Linked DNA regions of Mus musculus: region 2 is linked to region 1. Evidence: chromatin contacts called from public promoter capture Hi-C data. All regions are on one chromosome and are shown on one strand. Each heading gives the region's core, a stretch centred on a gene start, on an enhancer-like site or on the middle of the called end of the contact. The rest is flanking DNA. Distances are from core to core; before and after follow the strand shown. Region 1 holds the start of Dido1 (death inducer-obliterator 1). Region 2 holds the start of Pcmtd2 (protein-L-isoaspartate (D-aspartate) O-methyltransferase domain containing 2).

Region 1 (7,938 bases), core at 2,156-4,655:
AGGAGGACACCTGCCTGAGTACACATGTGCAGCTTCACATACACACGTGAATGAATGAACACACACACAGAGAATAGTCACATTCTCTGTACTGGGCATCTCAGTAAAGTGTCCAGTGCATGTTAGGTTCTTTATATGACTGCTGATTAGGGAATGAATGAGTGTACTATGTCAAGGCTCTTCCTCTCCCCGTGTGAACACTAGCAAAGGGGGAAGTCAGCTCATTTGTGGTTTGTCTTTGTGTGGGTGAGTACACACGCAGGAGTGCATAAAGGCCAGAGGAGATGGCCTGTGTTCTCTTGCTCTGCCTTATTTCTTTAGGACAAGTTCTCACTAAACTGTAAATTAAGCCAGTAGCCAGCATACTCCAGCAGTCCTGTCTGGCTGTCACTACCATCCACAGCACTGAGGTTACAGGCCCATGCTTGTGCCTGCCCCTGCTTGAATGTCAAATGCTCTTACCCACTGAGCTGTCTTCCCATCCCTGTGAGCCAATTTTTGTGTTAGGCTTTGAACCGATTTGAGTTTGGGGTACACACGGGAAGGTTCCTGGGACAAGTGAAGGGGTAGATCCAGACTGATTAGATGAGGGCTTCCACAGTGTGTATGGAACAGACAGGATAGTGGGGCCGGACATGTACATGACCTGTACAATGGCATCAAGGACGGAAGAGAGTAGAAAATAGGTGGGGCGTGTCCTGGGACAGCCACACTGGCTGTAACCCGGGACAGTTGCCAAGTTGACAGAAATGTCAGCCTGGTGGATTCATTAACTAGCTAAACTTCCTGTGTGTAACAGGTAGACCTGGGGGAGAGAAGTCATAAAAGTTGTCGGAGAGGCTACCGTATGATCAGAGGTACCACTATTCTGCAAGCCAAGGCAGGAATTGGAAGTTGTGTCATTGTGAAAAAGGGTAGCAGTTTATCACCGAGTTTTATAAAAGGGAAAAGCATTCTGAGGATAAAATACAAAATGCTTCCTTTAGGTAAATAATCAGTTACCAGGATGCCTGCTGTGTTTCGCAGAATAACTTTTGCCCCCTTGAGGTTGGGTCTCATTCAGCTGACAGACCAAGCTGTCCTTGAACCACAGAGACCAGCCTGCTGCTTTCCTAGTTCTGGGATTAAAGGCTTGGCCAGAACTACATTGTTTCCATGGATGCTTTCTTTTACTCTTAAAAGGAAAAAAAAATGTAAACCCTTGAATTCTGGAGTCCTTGGCTTCTGTTGAAGAGAGCTGCAAAACAGCTACACATTTACTCAAATAGTTTTCTCTGTTGGAAGGAGGTAATTTTTGTATCACTTCCCCTTTTCCTATAAATCACCATATCTTGGTTGTAGGGGTATCACACTGGTAAGAGCCCTTGTTGTAGAAGACTCAAGTTCAATTATCAGCTTCCACAAGGTGGCTCACAATCTCACAACTCCGATTCCAGGGGATCTGACACTCTTCTGACTTAAGTGGGGTCCTAGGCATAACACATGGTGCACATTCATACATGCAGGCAGAAATAAACTGGGAAAAAAAGAAAGGTCATTGACTTTTTTCTAAATCTCCGTGAACACCAGAAGAAGTCATCAGATCCCATTACAGATTGTTGTGGTTGCTGGGAATTGAACTCAGGACCTCTGGAAGAGCAGCCAATTCTCTTAACTGCTGAGCCATCTCTCTAGCCCCAACCTCTCTCTTTCTATAGGCAGGTTGGCACAGATTCTGTTCTTCTGTCGACTCATCAGTTTGTGACACATGTGCACTCTTTATTTTTTATTTTTCCTTTGAGACTTCTCACAGTGTTTCCCTGGCTGTCTTGATTGGTTTTTATTTGTTTTTGTTTTGTTTTGTTTTGTTCTAAGTATTTCACTCTGTAGCCAAAGCTGTCCTGGAACTCAAAATCTTCCTGCCTCAGCATCCTCAGTGCTTGTAATACAGAGGTCACTACACCTGGTTACAAAGTCTGTAAATTGCTGGGGGTTTTTTGGGCTTTTTTCTGTGCTGCCAGTACCTTGTGCTCTCGGTATTGTGATGGTTGGTGTTGGGTCTCAGCTGTGTATGGATGTAGCACTGCCAGATAAAGATCTGCTGCAAATTGGACCCTGCTGTTTTTAAAGTGAAATCGAAGACTGGTGCTTTACTCTATTGCCCTCCGTGCAAAGCAGCTGGTGATTTGTTATCGGATTCTTCAGTGCTGTGCAAGTAAACGCATTTTATCTAAAGTTAGCTGTTACAGATTACTCCATGCCTAGCATGGCCCTAGGGTGGCTCTGGGTTCCATCTCCAGCACTGCACATAATAAAATGAACTGTAAGTTAAATGTTGGGTTTTAGTTTTTTATATTTAAAAATGTTTATTTAATGTGTATGAATGGTCTGCTTTTATGTATGTGTACATGCAGTGGGTGCCTGATGCCTGAGGAGGGCACTGGATCCCCAGAACTGGAGTTGTTTGGCCGCTTGTGGATGCTGGGAACTTATTTCAAGGGCAGAGTTGAGTAATCAGGGTAGGCTCCTCCTTGACTAGAATCTGAAAGGTGGTATTGAAGGATCTCACCAAGGGAAGCAGAAGCAGCCTTCTACTGTACTGAAGGAAGCCCCATGAGCTGTCATGTAATCTTGGGAAATGTTAGAAAGAAAACTACTCAAGACCTGGGCTTCTGAATGGAGCATTGGAGGCCTCTACAATGTGAGAGAGGCCTTACTAGACCGGAGCACATGTTTGTTACAGGAAGCCGAAGTTAGAGTCCAGAAGAATGGCTTCCTAGCGTTGTGTCTGTGTGCTTACATAAATAAGAAGCTGGTTGTATGGGGCAAAGCTGAGCGTCTATCCCGGCATTAACTGCCCTCAGAGCAATGTGGCTAGTGTTCACGTTGCGACCTCTTTCTGGTTTCCTTAAGTAATATGGGGGACAGTGAAGGAATATCACTGTAGTTAGCGCTAGGGGGGGAAATTCTTAAATGCCTTCGTGAGGGGACTGGGGGTGGGGCCCTTGTAGGCACGAATGCCTGGACTTTGGCTCCTGGTCCATTTTTAGGAAGAAATGGACGGGGCAAGGAGTAAAGGATAGTATGAGGGAGTGAGTCCCTGTAGGGCTGGCGCCCCTCCCCGCTCTGCACACGCCCTGCCATAGGCGAGAGCTGCAGGGCTTTGAGGTTTTCCTGGCTCCTTCCCACCGGAATCCGGTGCTGGTTTGTTCCGAAGCACCAGTCCCTGCAGACACAGAGTTTAAGCTTTTGGAATGCTGGGCCGGGTGCTGTTCAAGGATAGCTGGAGGAACCTTTTAGTGGCATTGGCTCCCAGCTTAGCCCCTTAGTTCGGGACGCGGGAATCTGTCAAGCGTGCCCGGCCAACCAGGCTGGCGCTCCGGGGAACCCGGGTGGCGCATGCGTGCAAGAAGGGCGGCACAGCCGCTCTAGCCTCGCCGTAGCTCGGTGGCCGGTCGATTTCTTCCGCTTGCCGCGCGGCCTACCACTCTAGGACGGTAGTCTCGCTGGTCTCTGCTCTATATCCGTGGTAGCTCTGGAAATGGCTGCGGGATCCCGGCGGCCGGGGTAAGTGACTCTGTACTGTGAAGGAGGGCGGAAGCCGTGTGGACCCGAACGGCACTTGGACTCCGGACAAGGTGGAGCGGCGCCATGCCGGCAGCCTAGTTCCAGCGAGCGGCGCCGATGGCGCCGAGAAAATGGCGTCGCGGCCCGCGGGGCCCTTTCCGGCCCCGGGCTGAGGGATCGCGGTGGAGCGCGCGAGGCCGGCCGGCCGGGCGGGCGGTCTGCGTCTGGTTTCTGCCGAAATCACCGGTTGTCTTGTGTAGTCCAAGATGGTCTGGGTCTGGGAGGCTGTGGAGCCCTTGATTCTGAGTCGGAGTTAGGGGCCCAGCCTCCCGAGGCCGCAGGTTCTCGACACTTGCGGTAGGGCATTCGTGGTAGGACGTGACTGGGCCTGGGCGCGAATTTGCGGGTGTACGAGCAGATATCTCATGGGGGACTTCGGGGAAGATCCAGCCTCAGCCCTGTGTAGGGCCTGGGCGTTGTCTGGGCGCTCATTGCCTCTTGCCAGTGTTGGTGGCCAGGTGTGTGTTAATGTAGATTGATCTCAACAGTGACTCTTGAGTAAGAGGCCCTGGGTTTGATTGGGAATGTTGTGTATATTTGATTTTCCACAAAAGGATGCTCCTTGTTACACTTGTCAGGCAAACTCAGTTGTGTAAGGATGACAAACAGCACACAAAAAAGATTGTGTAATTGATGACCCCTGCCAGCACTCATGACCAGCACTTTCCTCCTGCCAATCAGTGCATGTGTAGCATCATAATAGCTTGTTGAGAACGTGTGCTAGGGGACCTGAGGAGAGCTCAGGTAGGTCTTGAAGGCGAGGTGGGATGTCTTCCTGCCTTCTGTCGTTCGCAGAAGTTTTCTACTGTCAGAAAAGCTCTCTGTACCTCTTCTGGTAGGTATTGTCTTAATAGGCTAAAGAGTCTTAATTCAGTCAGTGCTGAGCACCTCAAGTAATGATTTCTCTTCAGCATATGAGTACTGTCTGTGCCAGGCTGTACACTTCTGTCAGCACAGCATGTTTTACCATGTTACACATCTGCCCTTCGATACTAGGTGACTTCGGTTTAACCCAGAAGAGCAAAGATTCATGTTGCACTTAGATCCTTACATAGTGATCCGTGTTGTAGAATCTGTTTCTTATGCTCAAGCCCCAACTAAGAAATTGTTGCTGAGTGGAGTCTCCTTTAAGTCTTAGATGACTGGGTCCTTTATAGAAACCCAGTAGTCTCTGAGGTTTTGTGTTGATTCGGTTACAAAGGTTGTGTGATTTGCAGCCAGTGATAGTGAGCTCTTTGGAAAGAGGAGGTCAAAGCCCAAAGTCTGAGTTGTGCTCATTTGTTCTGAGTGTGCAGGCTCGCCTGTGAGACAGAACATGTTGACAAGGCTTTAGTTTATTTTCTTAGTGGTCATTTTGAGACCTTTATAAGGGAATGTGAGTGGGCAATTTACATAGTTTTAAAGACTAATTCTGGCCGGGCAGTGGTGGCACACGCCTTTAATCCCAGCACTTGGGAGGCAGAGGCAGGTGGATTTCTGAGTTCGAGGCCAGCCTGGTCTACAGAGTGAGTTCCAGGACAGCCAGGGCTACACAGAGAAACCCTGTCTCGAAAGAACAAAACAAAAGAATAATTCCGAAGGTTGGAAAGATGGCTCAGCTGTTAGGTGTCCCTGTTTCTCTTCTATAGAACCAGAGCTTGGTTCAAGTGTCACCTGAGGGCTGACAACCATGTCTAACTCCAGCTTTGGGAAATCCCATGCCTACTGGCAACTATGGGCACCTTGCACACAGGTGGCAGACACATTTAAAAATGATTAATTCTATGCTTGTGTTTATACAGTTTATTCCTAGGTGTTGTCTGACTGTTAGGGATAGAAAGTACAGTTTATTGGAACAGGAGCAGGAATTAGGAGCTATATCCAGACGGCCTTCCCCTGAGAAGCTTGGTAGGCACTGTCAGGATTTGTTAAATTGTAATTTAAAAGCATATGTTTGGGTCTGAAGTAGCCTTCTTGTTGCTTGTTTAAATTTGTGTTAATGTCTAGGAAGTACTGGGTGTTGCTGCTCTGACTGGCTTGAAAATAGAGTTCAGCTGAGCTGCAATAGACAATACAGGAAGCCCTGCTAGAATTCAGTGTTGGACTTCATTATCCTACCCTCCCCCATCCACCAAAGGACGGGGGGGGGGGGGGGGGGGACACGGACCCATGTATTGTCTCCTACGAATCTTAGAGAAGGAAAGGAAGGCTCCAGTTGAAACACAGCTCCTTACTTGAGTTTCAGGAGCCTCTTGGGCTTTGGCCTGAACTTAGGTAGCAAGCTTTACAGCCTCCTCAGAGTAATGGCTGAACCTGAGTTAGGAGGGAAGGGATGGGATGGGATCCAATTGGGTCTACTTAGGGCCCTTGTGAATCTTAGCTAGATAGAAAGGGTGCTTTATACAGACAGACAGACAGCAGTTGTGGAAGCTCTGTGCTCAGTCCCCAAACTAAACTCCAGGGTCTTTATACTAAAAAGTTCCTGGTGACACTGAAGAGCCTTTATGAGTACTGACTGATTTTACAGCCGATACATTTAAGCCGTTTACTCACTGTAGAACACTTTCAGTTGAACTCATGTGCCCTTATGTTAACAGAAATATTTTCAAAGTCTAAGACAACTTAATGAAAAAAATAACATTTATGCTTTTGTACATCTGTTTATTCCACAATGACTGCTTTCTTCCATATGTTTCTGCTTCAAGTGTCACATCACTATAGGTTAGCCTCTAAAAGAGTGACTTTCCAGTGACAGTCAAGGGGCATCTGATACCTTAGTGCTGTGCAGACAGCTCTGTCAAACTATCCATTTTTACCATTTACTGTTCGTAACAATTGGAAGTGCTCCTTTTGTTTTTGGTGTTTTTTTCAACAAGGTCTTGCTATGTCTCTGGCTGTCCCGTTAGGTACTATGTTGACCAGACTAGCCTGCCTCTGCCTCCTGAGTGCTGGGATTAATAATAAGTGTTTTTATTGCCGGGCACGATGGCACACGCATTTAGTCCCAGCACTTGGGAGGCAGAGGTAGGTGGATCTATGAGTTCCAGGATGGCCAGGGCTACACAGAGAAACCCTGTCTTTATATTACTCCTCCCCCAACCCACTCCCCAAAAATGATTGCTTTTTTTGTTGAAATGAGTTGGAAAGAATATTTGACTTTAAACACCTAGAATAACACCTTTATACTATGAGATGCTATCTTTGAACTATTTTTATTGGCTTGATCAGTTTCTTGCCTTTGAGGAAAGGTATAGAACAAATGATTTAGTGACATGGAAGGTACTATTTCATTCAGTCTGTACTCCTCAGATGTGTGTTAGGATCTGCCATTGCCATGATGCTTAGGACAGTGGCACAGTTAGCTGGAGGTATCTACAGAGGGCAGGCAACAGGATTGTACTTTAGTATGTAATATGCTTTCATTGTACACAGTGGGACTTAAGATAGTAATGCTAACATAATCTGGAGCATAAATATGGAAATAAATATGAGCTCCACATCCCAGGAATCCCATATCCTTTGCTTGCAGGATTGTCCTGGAAACACTAAAAAAGGATCCTCCAAGCCATAGTCAGCCTAGGCACACAGTGTGGATACCTGGTTTCCTGGTCAGTACATAATGTGATGCTCTGCTGCTGAGGTTAAGAGCAGCAGTTCCCCATACAAAGCCCACGTCTCTGGGAATGTGAAAGGGACAGGAGGGGAACCCACTCTACTTAGGTAGCTGCTTTTTTTTTTTTTTTTTTTTTTTTTTAAATATGGAGCGCTTCATGAATTTGCATGTCATCCTTGTGCAGGGGCCATGCTAATCTTCTCTGTATTGTTCCAATTTTAGTATATGTGTTGCCGAAGTGAGCACAGGTAGCTGCTTTAAGAGATTTGATGTTCGCTGGGCAGTGGTGGTGAACGCCTTTAATCACAGCACTTGGGAGGCAAAGACAGGTGGATTTCTGAGTTCGAGGCCTGCCTGGTCTACAGAGTGAGTTCCAGGACAGCCAGGGCTATACAGAGAAACCCTGTCTCGAAAAACCAAAAGAGAGAGAGAGACAGACAGACAGAGACAGACTGACTTGATGTTCTACTCCAAACAAGGCTAGTCTTACATGGTTTCTAGTTTCTGGCCACCAGTAGACTTTAAATTTCTTCCCTTCATTGGTACCAAACTTAAAAGCCTGTACCTTTTAACTAGAAGGAAAAGAATTTAGGATACAGAGACACTTGGAGGCCTGGCTGGAACATCAGTTCTGACAGTGGTTTTTCTCTTGACAGTGCTGCTTTTTGTCCTGTGAGGTTTTGTTTTTGTTTTGTTTTTACTCCGAGACAGGGTTTCTCTGTATAGCCCTGGCTGTCCTG
Region 2 (7,938 bases), core at 3,015-5,514, 1.1 Mb before region 1:
GAGAGGAGAGAAACGAGGGCCACAGGGTCATGATCTCCTCATGTACACAATGGCATGTATGAGCCCACACACCATAATTAGAAAAAAAAACAAAACAAAACACTAGCTCCACTAAAGATTTAAGCTAATAATAAATAACAAACTATATGGTGTTTAAGTGAAATTCAATTTTTAAAAATTTTTACATTTATTAATTTGGAAAGTATATTTGCTGGCCTATAGGTGCCACAATTTGCAGGAATGGTCCCTAGGGATCAAACTAAGATTTTTTAGACTGGGTGGCAGATACTTTCAGCCACTGAGCCATACAGAAATTCAAATTTAAATGGAATTGAATGGAATTAACATTAACTGGATCACTACATCTCAACATATACACAAACCCACCCACAAGAAGTAATACATCCAACCTACTGATTAGGTTTCTCTGGTGTTTACGTTTTAGGTAAAAACATTCACAAAACTTTCTTCCCAAATAGAACACATTGTGACACTTTATTGTAACAAACATAAAATCAGTTTCAAGGCTAAAGTTTAGCAGTAGACAGGGTCACTGCCGGGGCACTCAGAGGCCTACTTACTATATAGCTTCCTTTTCCTTGCTATCTAAGAAGTATATTTCTTATCTTCTATCCCATGTTGGTGAAGAAAGCATCCCCTTTAGGTACAACTACTAAAACAATATTCCATGATCCAGTGAACAGGGAATATTTTTTTACCCCGGAAAGGTCTTTTTCTTTCTAGAAAATGAAAAATATCCTCCCCAGTTTTATACTGACCTCGGGTGACTTTTCCAAACTAATGGCTTTATTTCTTAAAAGCTGGTGATGCTGATATAAACGGTTGAAGGAAAGACTACCAAACCACAAAAGATTAGTAGACTTTCTGAATCTCAACAGCTCCTGCTCAGGAGTTCAAGGTGATCTTCCGTGAGTTCCAGGCCAGCGTGGATTATATAAGAACCTGTCTCAAACAATAACAACAATTATGCTATGGTCCCTGTTCCCAGTCTTCTCTCTGGAATACTGGAGACAGGGCCTAGACACACCCATCCCTAGACACACCCATGTGCACAACTGGTAACAGCAGTGCTAGAGAATTAAGCCTAGAAATGAAAATCAACTACCACTCTAGCATCTTAAAAAAAAAAAAAACTTTCTTGATATAAATTCTTTTCCATTTTATGATGAAATAATCCATCTTCATAGTCAAGAAAAATATTAGATTTTCAAATCACAGTTCAATTATTAAAATTTAATCTACTTTTCAAGTGAATTCAGAGCCCTTGCCCTAAGTTGTAACTAGTCCCTAGTGCTAATAAGCTTGGGCTTAATCTTAGATAAGCCACTTAGTTCTATTGCTACACTACTGATCTAAAATAGTCATATTAAAATTTGGGACACCAGTTGAAAATAGAGTAATGTATTTATATGCTTACAGCTCAGTTTAGGAAAAAACCTTTAACACATGTCCTACATAATCAAGAAAGCCATCCTCTTCACCCTATCCCAGTTCTATAAATTAATCTTCAGCAGGTACCACATTAGATATATTTCATTTGTACTAGACATTTATGTTACTGAATTTTTTTACTGAAGTAAAAGCTAATTCCACATTAAAAGAATTCCAGTAATAATAATAATAATAAAAATCAGCCACCTGTTTTTATAGCTACTACCTACCAGACAGCACTACATTGAACATCAGAAGGTAAGGCAAGCTGGTCTGAGTTACTAAACTGCTCACAGTCACAGACTGCCAGAGGAGCTGTGGTAAAACCAGCACTGTTTAGCCAAAGGCTTTTGTTTTGTACACAATATGGATACAGGTGTTAAAGACTCACAAAAGAACACCATTCTTTGTTAACTTCTTGTTAATACTTTGATAATCAAGTATAATGTGCATTGTGTTGGTAAACTGTCATATGCTGTTTAAGTCTGTTGAAAGTGGATGATGAGAGTGAGGACTCTCCTGTACCAACGCCAGTATGTTTGTTTCTAGTAGTCTCCAAATGTTCTCCAAAGTACCTCTTCCTGGAGCTTGGTGGGTACCTAATTCTATGATGGGTGAAAGGAAGAACAAAACAGCGCAAGAGTAAAACAATTTGTCCTTGAGAATAGCTAAAAGACTAGCCATTTACAAGACTGTTTATTGCATGGTATAAAAATGCCTTGGTAGAAACAAGAAACCAGAAGTTCAGCCATGGCAATCTCAAACATGGAGAGAAAAGAAAGTTCAATTGGTAACTCCAACCGACAGCCTCAACTTCTCCAGTTGATTTCTACTAGATGACTGTAAGTGCCCAACTTGATGATGTTATCTATCTACTATCTATCTATCTATTTTTCTTAACTTGGAAGCTTCACTTGGGTTCTCTATCAGGAATTTCAAATGGCTGCTTCAAATGGAATTTTCGCAGATGATTTCTGCTGTTACCTTTTGTTTGGTCTCTCAACTGTGCTATCCCAGTCATCCCTACTAAAGTGAATACTCAACTTGATGTTTTCTATCAACTACTTCTGTTACTAACTAGTTCTTTTACTTTTGCTTGCTATATATACTTAATAAATTCACTCATTTAAAACAGAAAGTGTGACTATTGTAGATCATTCTCTAGACTACACAGAACACCAAGGTAGCCCTATCAATTGCTTTTGGTGGAGAGTGGGTGAATAATGATAGAGTGTGGTACTTAGTATTAGCTTTGTCTGACAATCTAATATTGCCTTGCATAGAAGCATCACTACTTGCTGCTGAGATAGATGTGATCAGTCACCATGTCAAAAGAAAGAAAGAAAGCCCTAAAACATACTTGAAAATACTCTCTCCAAACCAAACAGTATCACTGCACAAGAATGCAGTGCAGTAGATTCCAACTGAAAGCAAAGAACTATTTTTTAGGAGATTGTCCTTCCTTTACTACCCTACGATACACACTTTGCTACTTGCTGTAATGCTTATTACAGTTCCCATTCAGAACTGATTAGCACAGGCCAACAGAAGAAAAGGGCATAGGAAAAAAACTGAGCAGCACAGGACCCCAAGTGGACAACAACAACACAAGTGAAGCTGGACTAAAGAACCCTGTTTCATATCTATACTGCGTTTGAAAAAACTGCGACAGCTGGCCCACAGTCAAGTGGATGTCACTTTCTTAGGGGATACCTTGCTAGGAACATGTATTCTAAACCATCATCCTGCCAGCAGAACGAGGAAAATAGCCAAGGCTTCTTGTCTTGAAAACCAGAACTCTTGGAGGGTGTGCCTCAAATGCATATCACTTGTGGTCTGCATCTGAATGAAAGCTGACCAGTAGTATGTACTGACTAGGGACAATTCCTACTGTTTCGTGCGTGGAAAAGCTTTGGGACTAACCGAAATTAAAAAAAAAAAGAAAAGAAAAGAAAAAAAGAAAAATGAGTCCCTTCTCCCAAGTCTCCCAGCAAGGTCTCAGAGGAGGATGGAGAAAAGCCAGGGCAAAAGGAGAGACCAAATGCCACCACCTCAAGAGGGCCCACTTCAATTCCCTTTATATATAATCAGTGCTGAGCCTCTTAAATACCTCGTTCTAGAGACAACCTACCAGACGTAATGGAGCCCACTTTAGCAATGTCTTCAATAAGAACAGAGAACAACAGTGCAGGGCCCAAGAGAGCAGAGGGCAGATACTCAAGATGACGGAGTTGATGGCAGAGGCACAGGCCTAATAAAGAAACAAAGGGTCCAGGCCCCAGGGGTTCTCTCCAGCTACTTTAGATCTTTCCCCAAAGGGGTCTTTTTTTTCTCCTCTGTAGGATACTCTGCCTTCTTCCCAATATCCACCCTAGGTATAATTTGTTTCAATCATGGTCAATGCCCGACTTGCCCTTGAGCTAATTGCAAACATTTCCTACTTAATTAGAAATAGGTTGTAGAACTAGAGCAATCAGATCCCAGAATTAGCAACAGGCGGGGGGTGGGGGGGCACGCTGGAGGGGAGGGAGGTGCTGGGCAGGGAGATGGGGGGGCGGGGGTGACAGGCGCTGGGGTTCGAAACTCTCGGAGATGGTAAGATACACGGACGCTGGGGAACGGGTAACCAGAGCTGGAGAAGGGATATGGAGGGAAGGGCCGAGGGGCAGAGACGGCTCTACCTCGGCGCTCAGCAGCCCCCGTATTGAGTCTCGGAGAGCAGTTCTTCAGACGCTTCTGTCGCTTCGGACGGACCTCAGCCGCTGTAAACATCCGCTGCTACCTCTGCGCGTGCGCGGGCTCTACCTGAACTGAGCATGTGCGGTTGGAGGACACTCTTAAAGGGGCAACGGCACAGCCCACGAGCCTGCCACTTTCCACCCACTGGTTTGAGTTAAGTGTGTCCCTGCCTGATTGGTCAGTCACTAGGTGGTCTCCGAGCATATCCCGGCCTAATGATATGAGAAGATGCTGGCGTGTCGACGGGAGAAGGGCATTTTGCCTGCTTATGTCCACTCAAGGACAAAGCCCCCACAGTAGAAAAGGCAGGAGTTAAGAAACAAGAGTGATAGATTGGGTCCACTCTCCTGCAGGAGTTACAACACAAATGACTGCCGGCCCTGACCCTGCCAGGCTACCTGGTCCAGGGGATGGCCATCTGCACACTTGAACCTTGAACCAGCAGTTCTGGCCACTTCTAAGAAACCTACAAAATAGACCAAAGTCTAAGTGATCTTTAGGGCTACCTTTCAAGATTGTTCTGAGTTTTTGTTCTATTTCATTGGGATTGCACATCTCCTCTATACTGCTTGGAGGGTACATGTTGAAGGAAGTAGTGTCAAGAAGGAAGGAGTCTGGACGCCTGAGTCAATAGCTGTAAGAAAGTCACTCAACCTGCAGTTGATTGTGGTACGAATGAGGAGAAAATGATTCTACTATTTTTTAAAGTTTGCGTGGGAAGGCTAAAGACCCGAACTAGATAACACAATATTGATCAAAAACAAAACAAAACAAAAGTATAGGCCTAACAACATCTGATTTCATGACTTACTATTAAAATTACAGTAATCAAGAGTCATATGGGGGAAATAAATTGATGCTATCAAATACAAAACTTAGGTTAGAGCTATACAAATATAGTAAACTCACCTTTGATAAGAGAACAAATACAATTCAATGGAGGAGTGCTGGTCTTTTCAACAAAAGATGCTGGAATAATTAGACATCCACGTGTAAAAATAATAGAGACATAGCTCTTCCAAATTTGATTTCCAGTACCCAAGACACTTGGCCTTTGCAGGCACTCAGGCATGTGCACACACACACACACACACACACACACACACACACACTTAAAGGTAAAATATATCTTTTTAACACTGGCATCATTTCTCTGTAAAATATACTGTCAGAAGAATAAAAAGGTAAGACATAGACTGAAAAACAATATTCCCAAAACACATATCTGATAAAGGATTTCTAAAAATCCTTAAAACTCAACAATAAGAAAATAAACAGCACAAATAGAAACGGGAAAAAGCTATGAACATATGACTCAGCAAAGGAAATATACAGATGGCAAATGAGCATATGAACATATCAACATAATTTGTCATTAGGTGATGCAGATTTATAAAACAATGAGATATCAATACACACCTATTAGAATAGCCAAAATTTATAAAATCTATAATTCACCAAATACTGGTGAGGATGTAGAGCAACAGCAGCACATCACTTTCATTGCTGGTGGGAATGAGCAATAATAAAGATACTCTGGAAAATAGTTTGTCAGTTTGCTACTGAACTAAGCAACGTCTTAGAAGATGTGACAGCAAACAAGTGTAATGCCAGCACTTAGTGGTGGAGGAAGAAGGACCAGGAGATTAAGGTCATACTTTGGCAGTGTAATAGGTTCAAGACTAGCCAGGGCTGTACAAAACTATTCCAACATACATAAAACTTTTTAAAAAATCACCATTTGAATTCCTAGATATTTACCACTATACACAAAACCAGCACATGTAGGTAGTATAACAGCTTCATTTGTAATCATCAAACATTAGAAGCAACAAAAAATATTAAATAGATGGGAGGTATAGCCACATAACTGTTTTAATCAGGGATTTTTTGAAAAGTGAGCTACTGAGCTATGAAAGGACATGTAGCAACCTTACACACTTAATTGCTTTTTTTAAATTTGGTGTGTCTGTGGTGTTTGCATGCATATGTAAATAAGTATACATGAACATGTGTGTATGTACATGTAGAGGCCAGAGATCAATGTCTAGTCGCTTCCTTTATTTCTCTCTACCTTATTTTTTGAGACAACTATCTCTCACTAAACCTGGAGTTTAACCCAGAAAGCCCCAGGGATCCTCCTGTCTCTGCTTCCCCAGCTCTGAACCATGCCCAACTTTGTAGCTGGACTTAGCTACTTTGTGGGTTCTTTTTCTCACCCTTTACCCACTGCCCCTCCCCACTGCATCATCCTGTATCAATAGATAGGAGAGAAAGAAGGACAGAAGGAAGAGAGAGATATCTGTGAATCAAATTTCTTTCTTCTTGTTTCTTTTTTGAGCACAACTACTAACAAACTGCAAACAGCCCCCAAATGACCAGTCTCCACCCACCTTGCCTCTCAGGGCCCTAGACAATCTGGAACTGTCAAACAAGGCCTCTGCTAGAGCCTGAGGCAAATCACAGTCAGCTGCTGTGGTCCGTCCAAAGCAGCCCCACATCCCCACACCTGGGATTAAGATGAAAACACAGTCTAATAATATTTCTGTGTTTCTTAAAGAAACCAAAATTGGAGAGTTCTCACTAAACAACTTTCTATATGAATACTAGGGAATTTAACCTGAGGTCCTCATGCTTACGTGGCAGACACTTTACCAGCTGAGCTATCTCTTCAGCTTCCAAGTGCTTGCTGCTAAATGAAAGACACTCATATGGAAAAGCTATGACATATTGTGTGATCCCAATGATATGAACTATGGAAAAGTAAACAATCGTAGAAACTCTCAAAACCTCGGTGATGGCAAGAGAAGGGTCGATCATGAAAGACTATTAAGACAGTGAATGATGCCGTATGATACTGTAATAGTAGAAACATGTGATCATCATTTGCCCAAACCAGGAAGTTATGGATGTAGCTCAATGGTAGAGCAAGTGCTTACCTAACTTGAGCAAAGTCCCAGTGCCACAAAAACACATAATATTCTATCTCAAGAATGAACCTTAATGAAAACTATAGACTTTAGTTCATAGTAATATATATTGATATCCATTTTAACAATGTATATTAATGTAAGCTATTAAGAACAAAAGAATCTGTGCATAAGTGAGGAATCCATGAAACTATTTGTGGCTGAAATTATCTATAAACATAAAACTCCCCAATTTAAAATACATTGCATTTTTAATTGGAAAATTTCCAGACATCTAAAAACTAAAAGAACTCAGGAGCCGACCTATACACTGTGAAGCAACAGAGTTTGGGTTTTGGGTTTTTGTTTTTGTCAGGCATGAAACCCAGTGTTCCAGATGGAACTATAGATATACACAAAAGAATGGCAGGCACAAGATCCTCAAGGTTAAGTGTGAAAGACAGCTCTTTTCTTGATCTCATCACTAAAGATACCACTTCTTGCCTCATTTATCCTTGTTGTGGTTGTTGTTTATAATAGTCAAGCAGTGCCTTAGCAATTACAATATTGGTTTAAAAAAATCCAGTTGAAGTTTCACAGCCAAAAACCTGGCTCTTGAGGTACTCTGTGTCTGTACATCAGACAATAGCTGCATGTTTCTTTTTATGCTTGGAACTTGGTAGTAGGGAAGCTGTTTCAATGCTGACTACAGGAAACTCAATAGGTGACATGCCTCAAACTGTGCAAAGTTTCCCCCATGTGGCAACCACCCTGTCCTCAGTCCCTTCCTTACTCCACCCTTCTGATGTCTTTTCTGAGTACTTTTGCCTTAAGCTCA

The links. Capture Hi-C pulls out chosen DNA fragments and counts their contacts.
Region 2: a contact with region 1 is called in a promoter capture Hi-C map of liver, with 2.5 times the contacts expected there. The contact joins the promoter of Pcmtd2 here to the promoter of Dido1 in region 1. A contact is called at or near these places in 2 of 39 promoter capture datasets (erythroid cells and liver), 1 of 115 datasets of contacts at active chromatin or transcription factors (bone marrow-derived dendritic cells) and 2 of 9 other capture datasets (adipose tissue and liver).

Annotation. Positions count from the first base shown.
Region 1 is chr2:180,697,569-180,705,506 of GRCm38.p6, reverse strand. It overlaps Dido1 (death inducer-obliterator 1), which reads left to right and starts at 3,405. Exons shown (of 16, transcript NM_175551.4): 1 at 3,405-3,546. It overlaps Gm22502 (a small nuclear RNA gene), which reads right to left and starts at 7,444; the gene lies at 7,338-7,444.
Region 2 is chr2:181,834,180-181,842,117 of GRCm38.p6, reverse strand. It overlaps Pcmtd2 (protein-L-isoaspartate (D-aspartate) O-methyltransferase domain containing 2), which reads right to left and starts at 4,264. Exons shown (of 7, transcript NM_153594.3): 1 at 4,134-4,264; 2 at 780-963.